Regions from separate parts of the Triticum aestivum genome. Here region 1 is linked to region 2. A link is a contact called in public Hi-C data. All regions are on one chromosome and are shown on one strand. Each heading gives the region's core, a stretch centred on a gene start, on an enhancer-like site or on the middle of the called end of the contact. The rest is flanking DNA. Distances are from core to core; before and after follow the strand shown.

Region 1 (6,278 bases), core at 2,148-4,647, 200 kb before region 2:
ATCCGAGCTAGCGATCGAATTAGCAGCCTACGCATGGCATGGCATGAGCAGGCCAAATCAAGCCCATCACGGCCTGCCCCCGGCTATAGCTAGCTAGTACGTCGACGTATTGTATAGCCTAATGCATGCTGTCACAGTACGCAGGACGTGATTAGCTAGTGAGTACACTATCAGAGTACGTAGTTCCCTTTGACCCAGGCAATCTGACCTGATCCTGCCCATGCATGCATCCTGTTCTTGGACGGCGAATAAAGTTGATGGCTACAATTAATCATTGGCCTCTCATTTCCCCCTCCTAACTTAGTACTAACCCAGATCGCAGGGAAACTACGTGCTCCAGTTGATCCATCTGTGGTGCTCCGTGTAGGGCCGGGTCTCTATATAATTTTAACAGCGAAGATCTATCTCGGACCAGACGGATGGATCCGTGAAGTGCGCCTAGCCTATATATGCAACACATGCACCACATGTCGAGGATCAAAATCGGGGTTATTATTTGACGTGATGGGCTATTAAATCTCGCCACTGTGGTTATCTCCGGACAGGTGTCGCCACTTCAACGTAGCTTTGTGTTTTAGTGCTTGGACCCATCATCCATCGTGGCTTCATTATTAATTGATTAGTGTATGATCCTTTCGGCAGCTTAAGGAGAGATTCTAGCTAAACGGTCAACATGCATGTCGTACGACGTGTACACAACCGGTCAGGGCGAAAAGGAAAAGTGAAAAGTCAATTCGGCGACGTGGCGGCACAGCTGGACAGAGTATTCCTGTGTATATCTGCCAGCTCGGAGATATGATAAGGACGGTATTAACTATATCTACTATATCCGGAAACGTCGATCTACCACCATGAGTCTGTCTATGATAGCCTACAAAAGCTTCTTTTTTTTCTTCAATATTAATTGTATCTACGTATATCCAGAAACGTCGATCTACCACGTACGATGAGTCTATTATAGCCTACGCAAGAGTTTCTTGTCGGTGCATGGATGCATGATGCGAATTTATCAGCAAAAAACGGACCGGCCAGGCAACAACTATTACTGCCAAAGATGGGGATGGCAGGTAGTGGTAGAAACTTAGATATTTCGCCGGGGGTGCATGCGTGCGTACCATGAACTCGACGAAGGCGCTGATGAGGTAGACGGCGTAGGTGGTGCAGACGGCGTCGGAGAGGAAGCCGCCGAAGAGGCCGAGCAGGAAGGCCGTCCCCATGAAGTTGGTCACCGTCGTGGCCGACTGCGCCGGCGAGTAGTGCATGGACTTCATCAGGTACGTCACCAGGTTACTCGCGTTCGCCAGGAACGCCAGGTTCTCAAGCACCTCCGCAACTGCACGCAGGAACCATAACTTTGTCAGCGATCATAGCACGTGTGATGCATATTACGTATGATGAAACAAATTTTGATCCTGCTCAGATTAACCACTAGGTTACAAGCAGGGGCGGAGCTAGACGAAATCCGAGCGAAAGAACAGCTATGAACGTAAGGTGAAAAACAATTCACAAGTTGGTTCATAGATACTTCCTCCTTCCGGAAATACTTGTCAGAGAAATGGATGTATCTAGACGTATTTTAGTTCTATATACATCTATTTTTATTTATTTCTTCGACAAGTATTTTCGGACGGAGGGAGTATTTCTGAGTGGGCAAAATTAGCATATGTAAGCTGCAGCCGCAGCATGTGCGGTACAAAAATGCTAGACATACAAAGACTTACACGCTTTTACACGCTCCTTCCATCTAACAACCAATCACAAACCTCTTCTCCCCTGATTTTCAGGGAGGTGGGCCGCCCCGCTCACCTATTAACCAATCAAGGTTAACCATTCTATAAAAGCCTGTAAATCGTTTGTACGTGTAGCATTCCCGCGTGCGGTAATAATTGAGATAACGCCCGCATTACATGGGTGGCTTTCCCGGCGCGGGCCGGCCAATCTGCTCGCCGTTACCGCCTTGCGATTCGTGCCGTTTTTAATGCGCCCGTTTTCGGACGGCCCGCGTGCCGCTCGGGGCGGGCGGGCAGGCGGGTAAAAAGCGAAGCCAAAAAAAAGGAAAGTCTTTTTGACGCCATCATGCCTTCGTCCTCAACCACCAAAGCGAGAAACAGAGGCCACTCTCGCTCACAAGCCGGCTAGCTTCTCCTCTCCTCCACACACGCGAGAAGCAATGGAGGGCCCCGCTCGTTTTCTTTCTTTCTCGGAATCAGGTCGCATCGTACGGGAGGCTTCTAGAACGGCGGGCGGGAGAGAGAGAGAGAGATCGCCGTCCCGGCACAGTGACGGAGCAGGGGCCGTCGGTTTCGCGGGGCGCATTGGAGAGCATGGATTCGAAGGCTCGTGCAAAAGCGCCATGAACTGTAGCTCGGCGCAAGTTGTGTCTGCCCTCTTGGCATGCAACTTGGCGGCAGGTAAAGGTGCCCAATTCCTGCCCAAGTTGCACGAACCCGGGAAACGGATGGAAACGCACGGCCTGCGAAAGCAAGAAATCAGGGGAGGGGGAGGAAAGGAAGGTAAGGGAAATGGAGATGGAAATCAGAGAGAGGTCGGGTCGGGTGGGGCGGCGGAGAGGGAAGGCTATGGAGCACTACATGCCCGAAAGCGGGCAGATCAGATAGGGAAAGGGCGCAGGTCCGATCAAGAAAGGAAGGGGACGAAAGGGAAGGTGCGTGCGGTGGCTTTCAGGATTGGGAAAGAGATGGCCGGCGGGGAGGGGAGGATGGACCATGAGTCCATGATGCTTGATGCATGCCCGCGGCGCAGATATGCAGGGGGTGCCCCGGGTATCCTATTCCCGCTTGTGCTCCGTCTCCTTTCCCGCTCCGGTCGGCCCCCTACGTCGCCCTCTGTCTCCCTCCGGCTCGGCCGAGAGGGTTCCGGAAGAGCCTAGAAGGGGTTGAGGAGCATGCATCGCTGCGTGATCGAGAGAGGGAGTGAGGGCGTCGGATTTGCTTACCCAGCACGAAGGAGGCGGCGACCATGCCGCCGTGCCGGCCCTTCACCGCCGGCCGGCTCCTCCAGTCCACGTACCCCTCCCACCGCTCCACCTCCCGCGTTCCGTCCTCCTGCATACAACAAGACCCGACAGATCAACACCGACAGCAACAGAACAAGAACTGCCGCATCGGCTCCAAGGAGATCGATCGATCGGTCGACTCACCATGGCGCCGCCCGCCATCAAGCCGCGGCGTGCGTGTGTGTGTGAACTCTCAAAGTCTGAAACTCTGAACTGCCGGATGAAGAGAGGAGGCCGTTCAGGAAGGCTCTCAGTCTCAGGGGAGCGCCGTGTGTTGTGTGTGACTGCCTGGCTGACGGGGGAGGAGGGGCACGGTGGCGTATTTAAAAGTGCGTGCGGACGGGGGAGAGAGCGGGTGGCTGGCTGCGCCGCTGGTGCCGGAGGGGTAGAACCGTAAAACGGCGCCACCCCCAGCCCACAGGGGCGGTTGACGGGGACTCGAGGGCACGCAGAGACGTCCATCTCAGCTCAGCATGCCCCTCTTCCTCCTCTTGCGCGACGCAATATTGTCTTCTTCTCGTGCCGCACGTTTTTCTATTTTCGTTTTCTCGTTTCCATTTTCCATTTTTATTTCATTAATGGGGTGCATTTACAGGGATTATCTGGACTGATACGGCGTAGTATATCCAGCTGTATTCGGTGGGTTTGTAAATGAGCACGTGCAGGGATGCATCGTGCAGGGTTTGTAAATGAGCACGTGCAGGGATCAAACATCAAGGATGATGTTTGATCGAAAACGCTAGGACGACCTACTTCGACATGCTTTGTCAAGCGCGCAGTGAGCAAGCGCCAGTGATAAGAGCATCTAAGGCCGGGCATCTCATACCCTTTTCAAACGTTTGGGCAGCCCGTCTGTTCATTGACCGGTTAAAAACTCGACCCAAACGAACCTCACAAACCATGAAAAAATGCCGGGCTGTCCGGCACCTCTCATATGCAGCCCAAATATGGGGCGGATATGAACGGCCTGGGCACGATCGGGCAGGCCGTCCGGTCACTGACCTATTTTTGCCATTAATGATGCACTATAGGTGCGCCACTATTACCACGCCATTAGTAACAAATATTAATGGCGCACATTTAGTGCGCCATTACCATGGCTAAAAGTGCGTCATTACTATCTGACTTAGTAATGACGCACCACAAGTGTGCCATTACTAACAATTTTTTTTTCAATTTTTTTCCTCAATCACCCATCCTCACACTACTCCAACCCGAGCACGCTTAACTTTGCAGTTCTATCCAACCCCAGCACCAACTCACTTAACAGGCACTTGTTAATATATCTATCATATAAATCCTATTAAACCTTGTTGATGTGTAGGACTTTGTTCATGTTCATGAGTGTGATGAAATTTTGAAAAAATATTTTAAACTTCCCCGTCATATTACGTATCATATTTTGAAAAAAATTCCAAAAGCAAAATTCGAAACCAATTTCTTTTTCTGTTACTAGTGGCGCACCTAGCAAAAGGTGCGCCATTACTAACTTTGAATTTATTTTTTTTCTGTTTTTCACCCTCTAGATCTTAAAAGCCCCGTATCGTTTATTCTGCTAAGTTTTTGGGGATTCTAAAAATCTTCAACGGGGTCCCGTATCTTTTCGAGTAGATGATTTTTCATATTAAAAAACTTTTTAATCCGAGTTCGTATGCAAAAGTTATGCCCATTTTACAAATCCAGAGAGATTTTGCAAATAAAGTCGAAATCCATATTTGTAAATTTCCCCAACAAGTAGACCACATATCACATGAGAAACTTATTTTTTTGACATTTCCATCATTTTCTTTTATTTTTTTTAAACTGGAAAGGCGGTCCACAGGGGGTGCATTCGGTGGAATTTTTGTCGAAGTTAGTAATGGCGCACCGTGGGTGTGGCGCGTCATTACTAGTTAAACTAGTAATGTCGCATAATCCCCGGGTGCGTCATTACTAGTTTTGAAAAAAAAAATTGTTAGTAGCGGCGCACCGAGGGTGTGGTGCGCCATTACTAGTTTTGGAAAAAAAATTGTTAGTAGTGGCGCACCGAGGGTGTGGTGCGCCATTACTAGTTTTGAAAAAAAATTAAAAAAAATTGTTAGTAGTGGCGCACCGTGGATGTGGTGCGCCATTAGTATTTGAAGTTTAATGGCGTAACTATATATGATGCGTCACTGCTATATAGCAGTGGCGCACCACATACGTGGTGCGTCATTAATGTCCATATTAGTTATAGCCATTTTTCTAGTAGTGCAACACGGACCTCTCAAACCGCGGACAAACGCCCGGGTAGACCGACACCCCTCATATTCAGCCCAAATATAGGACAGATATGGGCGGTCCGGGCACATCCGGGCAGGCCGACCAGTCACTGACCAGTAAAAAAAATCCACCCAACTGGACCTCTCAAACTGCGGACAAACGCCCGGACTGACCGGTACCCCTCATATCCAACCCAAATATATGGCGGATAGAGGGATGGCCCGGGCACGCCCGGTCGCGTCCACTTGACTGGCCTGGCCCACCACCGACCCCACAAAAAACCCCAATCCGGGCGGCGAGATCAAACCCTAGCTCACTCTATCCCTTTCTCTTGCTCCGTCCACTCCTCTTCCTCTCCGGTGCCGATCCCATCCACCACGATGAGCAGCTCCGGCAGTGACTCCGGCTCGGAGCTCGACTACAAGGAGGAGATGGCCCTCCGCATTACGCTGGAGTGGTCCAAGGTGAGACTAGCGGCAACTTTGGATCTGGAGCGTCACTGCAACTCCCGCGTCGGCGGAGCGCGGATACCGGAACTAGACCTTCCCGGCCCGTACGCAACGACGCAAGGACGCTAGAGCTGGACCTTCCCGGCCCGCCGGCTGGACCTCCGGAGTTGGAGACGCGTCGCGAGAGGCAGCGTGCACGGGAGAGGGACGCGCCCGAGCAGTCCGGGTGCAACCGCCGCAGGACGGAGCCAGACGCTGACGAGAGGCGCGCATCTCCTCGCATGGGTGTACGGCCTCTCCCTCGCGACGGCGGAGACAGACGCTCGCCACCTACGAGGAAGAATGCCAAGGCGTCCCGGCTTGTTATTGAGCAGTCAGAGCGCGAGGCGAAGGAGGCAGCGACGGAGAAGGCTCGGGTGGCAAGGTTGAAGCGACAGCAAGACAGGGCGGTTCGTCGGATGAAGGGGCTCACCATCCTCTCCGACTCCGACTCCGACTGCGGCGACAGCTGCACCTCCTCGTCCTACGACGATTACCCTACACCAGTCGCGGACGCCTACATCTGCGCCCGA
Region 2 (5,553 bases), core at 2,958-5,457:
AGGAGATGATCATGACAAGATTCGTTGTGCATGGCCATGTAGCTCTCTGATCATGTTATATCCAACAGTACATCTATGGTAGTACTGCCAATGTATTAATGCGTGTAGTTAAACTGGGATGGACGACATATATACTACTCCCTTCGCTCACAAACATAAAATAAAATATTCTAACATTTTTCGAATTGGAAGTACATAGTTGCAGATTATTTGAAGCATCGAATGAAATTAGAGTATCTACAGCCGGGCACTCCAAACCCGCCTTGTATGCCTGGGCAGGCCGCCTAGCCACTGACTGGTCACAATTTTTCGACCCAAACAGCCCCTCAAACAGGCATCAAACGCCCAGGCTGACCGGCACCCCTCATATCCAGTCCAAATATGGGATGCACGGGCGCGTCTAGGACTGACGAAGGCGTCCCACATAGATTCGCCCGGAAACCCGGCTGTCTGACGGACGCCTCCTCCGTCGCTGCGTGGCATCGCTCCGGCTCGCCACCCGAGACCAAATCTGTCGATTTAAGCCGGTCGACGTCCCGCAACTATAGCCATCCACGTCCCCCTCCCCTCCCCGTGCCGCCAGCCCGAACCCATCTGCCTCCTTTCTCTCCCTCTCCCGCTCCGGCGCTCTGCCATGGTCCGGAGAAAGATCACCTACTACGCAATGCTCACGCCGAAGCATCGGGATGAGATTCAGCAGGAGATCCGGGCGAGGCAAGCCACACGCGCCGCCCGCATCGCTCTCGGGCTGCCTCCGGACTCGCCGGAGCCGAAGGAGGAGGAGGGAGAGGAGCTGGCTCCGATGAAGATGGAGGGGGTGGATGAGGCGGAGCAGCCGAAGCTGCCAGAGCAGGAGCTGTCCGGTTCCTACATGGAGAAGGCAGAGTTCGTCGTCGCCCAATCGGAGGAGATGGCGAAGCAGAAGGCTATCCTAGAGTCCATCTAGGATGAGGCATGTGTGGAAGCCAACCGGGCGTTCCTTCGGCAGGAGCAGGCGGCTTCCGACGCGCTCTTCGCCGAACTGGACGCGGAGATAGAGAAGGAGGAGTCCGAAGCGGAGCAGCCGGAGCTGCAACTGCCGGCCATGTTGTCGGAGCCGGACATGGAGATAGTCGACATATCCGACGATGAGTAGCTAGATAATCGACGTTGTACGTAGGTTTATTTTGTTTGCAAGTCCTTATATGGATTTAAGAATCTAATATGAGATGTCGAATGCAACTCATGAGATTTAAGACGAGCACGGTTAGTGGGTCGGACCGGATGTGTCTGTGGACGTTTAAGAGATCATATTTGACATAGCCAGCTGTAGATGCTCTTACATACCTTTGTTTACAAACTCACTCCTTTGGTTCATATCAACCAACGTCACAGCTGGCACGCGTGTTGCCCAATATGCCCATTCGACGTCCGTCCGCGAGTTTGAGCGAAAAGTCAGGGAGGACTTTTGCATCATGTTAGGCTGATCAATACCATAACCGTGAGTACGTAGCAGCCATGCGTAAATAAAATAAGCTTTGACTTTGCCCTTCTGCAAACGCATCACAAGAAGGCCGCAGCAAATAAACTAGGCAAGTTTGCATGTGAGGGGCTGGGCAGCTGTGTATATATTGGCGCGACACTCAGATCCCTACTCCCTTCGTTCCTAAATATAAATCCCTTTAAAGATTCTATAATAAACTATATACGGTGTCAAATGAGTGAATCTATACTCTAAAATATATCTATGTACATCCGTATATACATTATTTAAAAACGACTACAATTCTTGTGTTGAGTATGTAAAGGTAGACTAAAAGCATCTACAACCGGACGCCTCAAACCATCCCTCATACACCCGCGAACGCGCCCGGTCAACGATCAGACAGGAGAGAGAAGGAAAAACGTGACCCAACCGGACCCCTGATATCATCCATATATGCCCGGGCTGTCCACGAACCCGCATATACATCTCAAATATGAGGAGGATATGAGGGCTCGCGGACGCGCCCGGGCATTCCGCCACGTAGGATGCGACCCTATCCCGAACCACCTTTTCTTTTTCTTTATTCATTCTTTTATTTATTTCTTTTCATCTTCACCAATCACGTGCAAGTGACAGGCATATGAGAAGAAAAATGAGGAGTATGCCTGCGCAGGCGGATAAATGAAGGCTCAAACCGGACACATCTAATCACTGACCGGACGCGTCCACGGACGTTTAAAAGATTATATTTGCTATGTCCTGCTTTAGATGCTCTAATATGTTTCTTGACTTACAAAGACTTCTGGACTTGAATAGTTTGAATGGCACATGCATACCTGTCAAGCCAGTCTAGTCGCTAAACGTCGCTGCCATGCGCAGATGGACGCGTGTTATACCGAAACCCAGAATATGTATGGATGGCTAGTTGCTCTAAAAGATAGGTCAGCGACGTAAAAGATATGTAGGAGAAAATTTTATTTCTTGGTGTACTTAGCCTAATTCTGTTTCAAGTAAACATTACACTTCTATATAGTAGTTCACTTTTCATTCAAAAATACTTATCAAAGAAATGGATGATATAGACATAGTTTAGTTCTAGCTGCATCCAATTCTATCAATTTCTTCGACAAGTATTTTTCAGATGGAGGAAGTATGAGTTTGCATGCATGGAGTTTTACACGCTATATGATGGTAAAAACTGCAGACAAAAGGTGAGCCTATAATCAGTTGAACTTTCTTCGACGGTATTAATCCTCCTTTGAGTGTATGTTGGAATTTTAGTTCTAGTTGCATCCAATTCTATCAATTTCTTCGATAAGTATTTTTCAGACGGAGGAAGTATGGGTTTGCATGCATGGAGTTTTACACACTATATGATGGTAAAAACTGCAGACAAAAAGTGAGCCTATAATCAGTTGAACTTTCTTTGACGGTATTAATCCTCCTTTGAGTGTATGTTGGAATTTTAGTTCTAGCTGCATCCAATTCTATCAATTTCTTCGACAAGTATTTTTCAGACGGAGGAAGTATGAGTTTGCATGCACGGAGTTTTACACACTATATGATAGTAAAAACTGCAGACAAAAAGTGAGCCTATAATCAGTTCAACTTTCTTGGACGGTATTAATCCTCCTTTGAGTGTACGTTGGAAATTTCGCACAGTATTTTTTTTAAGAGCTGACTTTCCAGGGCGTGTTCGGTGACGGCTAAGACTTGTTGTTAAGTGAGCATAACATGCCCACAATTGCCGTCAGAAACTCCGGTGTTCCAGAGGGTCATTGACTTATCCAGTACTCCCTCCATCCGAAAATATTTATCATCAAAATGGATGAAAAGGGATGCATCTAGAACTGAAATACATCTAGATATATCCGGTTTTATTCCTTTTTAGACAAGTATTTTCGAACGGAGGGATTATGATGGAGCAACGGCTAGGTCTCTAACGGTTTATATATGACAAAACAAAGAACAAAAGAAATCTACTAACACATAATTAGTGAATTAAAGCCGTCATAAAAAATATTACCCCCTTCTATCCATATTATTTGTCGCTGCTGACAGATTTCAAAATAGAATAGACGTACGTATGTGAGTTGAGTGGTTAGGTACATAGGCAGCCACACAATGTTTTTGTGCATCGGGTGGTACAGACGCCGGGGGGTAAACTTTCTTTTTCATCAACAAATAGAAAACGTAGAAACCCACAAATACCATGTGTGAGCAGAACGGCGCGTGTCATGGCTGAATTTGCACCCGTAGGCGGTGGTCATGCATGCAGCGGTGGTGCAGGGGTTCATGCACCAGTCGATGTTCTCACGAGCCATGTTTTCGCATGGACAGGAGCACTCTATGCAACATGCATGTAGGGATTTTTTGTGTGTGGATATATGATCCGCAAGGTGTCATTGGTGAAGCCAAGTTATCAAGGTCGCTCGTGCTCTGAGTTTTGACTGGAACCTCTCCGCCGACTGCCGGCCGGTAGGATACGAAATTGCATTCGTCGACCGAATCCATGCAAGGGCCGCGTGAGCCTACCACCTGGCATCCATGTACGTACCTCGAACGGCCGGTCGATTTGGCGAGAGGCGTGGACGGTGAAAACACGCGTGCGTGACAGAGAGAGCGCGCGCGCGACGGCTGTCGAAATCGCTCTTGACTGCACGCGAACGCACGTACGTACGTAGCGTAGACTGTAGCACAGGTCATGACCGGAGCATGCGCTGCACGGCGAGCGTACCTGACACGTGCTGCGTTTTTAGGCTTTCTTCTTATCCGGTTATCCGTTATCCCGACTAGCTGAAAGCCTAACATGTATGTTGACCGCAGGTCGTACGTAGATCCACCTGTACAGAGAAGATGTTCGAACTCTATGCGCGTATGCAGGCAGCTTCACCGCACGAGTCACTCGATGGTTGCTGACCGGCCGTTGCGCGCGGGTTCCTCCTGTGGTCATGCGAGGAAGTTACGTGCGTGTGCATGGGGATGCGGTGCGCTAGGAGGCCAGCTGGTCCGGCTGGGCGGTCGGTCGGATAGAGAGTTCCGACGCCTTTCGGTTCGGAGATCACGCGGAGACTTGACTCAGGTCGACCCTCGGCTCGGTCGAGATTCGAGCGTGCGTGCCATGGCCGTACATATCCGACACTGAGATCGAAAGCGCGCACTCGATGGATTTGCCTTTCGCGGGTATCACATATCCTGCTGGTTAATTAAGTAATCAGTTAATCAGTTAGGCATGCTAATCTGCGGCTTATACCCTTCTTCACTCAGGGTGCAACGAGTCGTCACCCGCCTAACTCTGGAGCCGCGTGATTGCGCATGCATGCACTCGTGCAGCACGTCTTCACCTCACCACGCCTGACATGCATGTCGCCGGTCGGGGCGATACGAGTCATGGCTAGCCACCGGGTCAGATGGTCATACGATCGATCACGTACGTGTGGCCGCGCCTGCGAATGCACGTGTTGAGTGGAGATGGGAATCATGCACGTTCGATCCACTTCCACGGGATCGAGAGGGAGAGGATTTTACTTCAGTGCGGCCACACACGCAAAAGCAAAGCTACTGGCGGACCATGAAAAATGAAGCACGCCTAGCTCACATACGTACGTAAGAGTATCTGCGACCGGGTGCCTTAAACCCTCCTCTTACGCCCGGACGGACGGTCTGGGCACAAAAAAATTGACCCGGTCAAACGCTTCAAATCCTCCTTAACGCCCGGACTGACCTACACCCTCGTATATCCGGCTCAAATATGGGACGGATTAGGACGAGGCCAGAAGCGTCCGTCACGCCAGACCCGGCGCACACTGACCCACCCGACCCCACATATAATCCTCCCCATTGGCTCCCCGGACCAATCACTAATAACCACACCACTCCACTTCCCTTCGCTCCACTCCGCCCCAAGCTTCCATCGGGCGATTTTCGGTCTTCTCCAGCATGGCGGGCTACAGATCCGAGTCCTACACCCCTAGATCCGTCGATCCCGAGCTCATCACATGCGGCCCCGAGAAGGAGATGACCTTTTCAGCTTGCGCTCCGCCGCTCCCATGAAGAGGCCGCCTGACGGGTGTTCGGACTCCTTCCGT

What was found. Hi-C and Micro-C count contacts between places; a contact is called where the count stands out from the background.
Region 1: a Hi-C map of leaf shows a contact between it and region 2, with 2.7 times the contacts expected there. The contact joins the promoter of LOC123159337 here to the enhancer-like site in region 2. A contact is called at or near these places in 5 of 5 Hi-C or Micro-C datasets (leaf, root and an unstated tissue) and 1 of 1 datasets of contacts at active chromatin or transcription factors (leaf).

What each region holds. Positions count from the first base shown.
Region 1 is chr7B:487,928,452-487,934,729 of IWGSC CS RefSeq v2.1, reverse strand. LOC123159337 (protein NRT1/ PTR FAMILY 4.6) reads right to left here and starts at 3,397. Exons shown (of 4, transcript XM_044577161.1): 1 at 3,161-3,397; 2 at 2,957-3,065; 3 at 1,116-1,333. The coding sequence starts at 3,178.
Region 2 is chr7B:487,732,690-487,738,242 of IWGSC CS RefSeq v2.1, reverse strand. No RefSeq gene overlaps it. Among protein-coding and RNA genes, the nearest start is that of LOC123159337, 200 kb to the left of the region's middle. Within about 2 kb of position 4,207, at least 1 of the 8 cell types and tissues checked has an H3K27ac peak or open chromatin away from gene starts, as enhancers often do. A contact at or near this core is called in leaf, where this site is marked.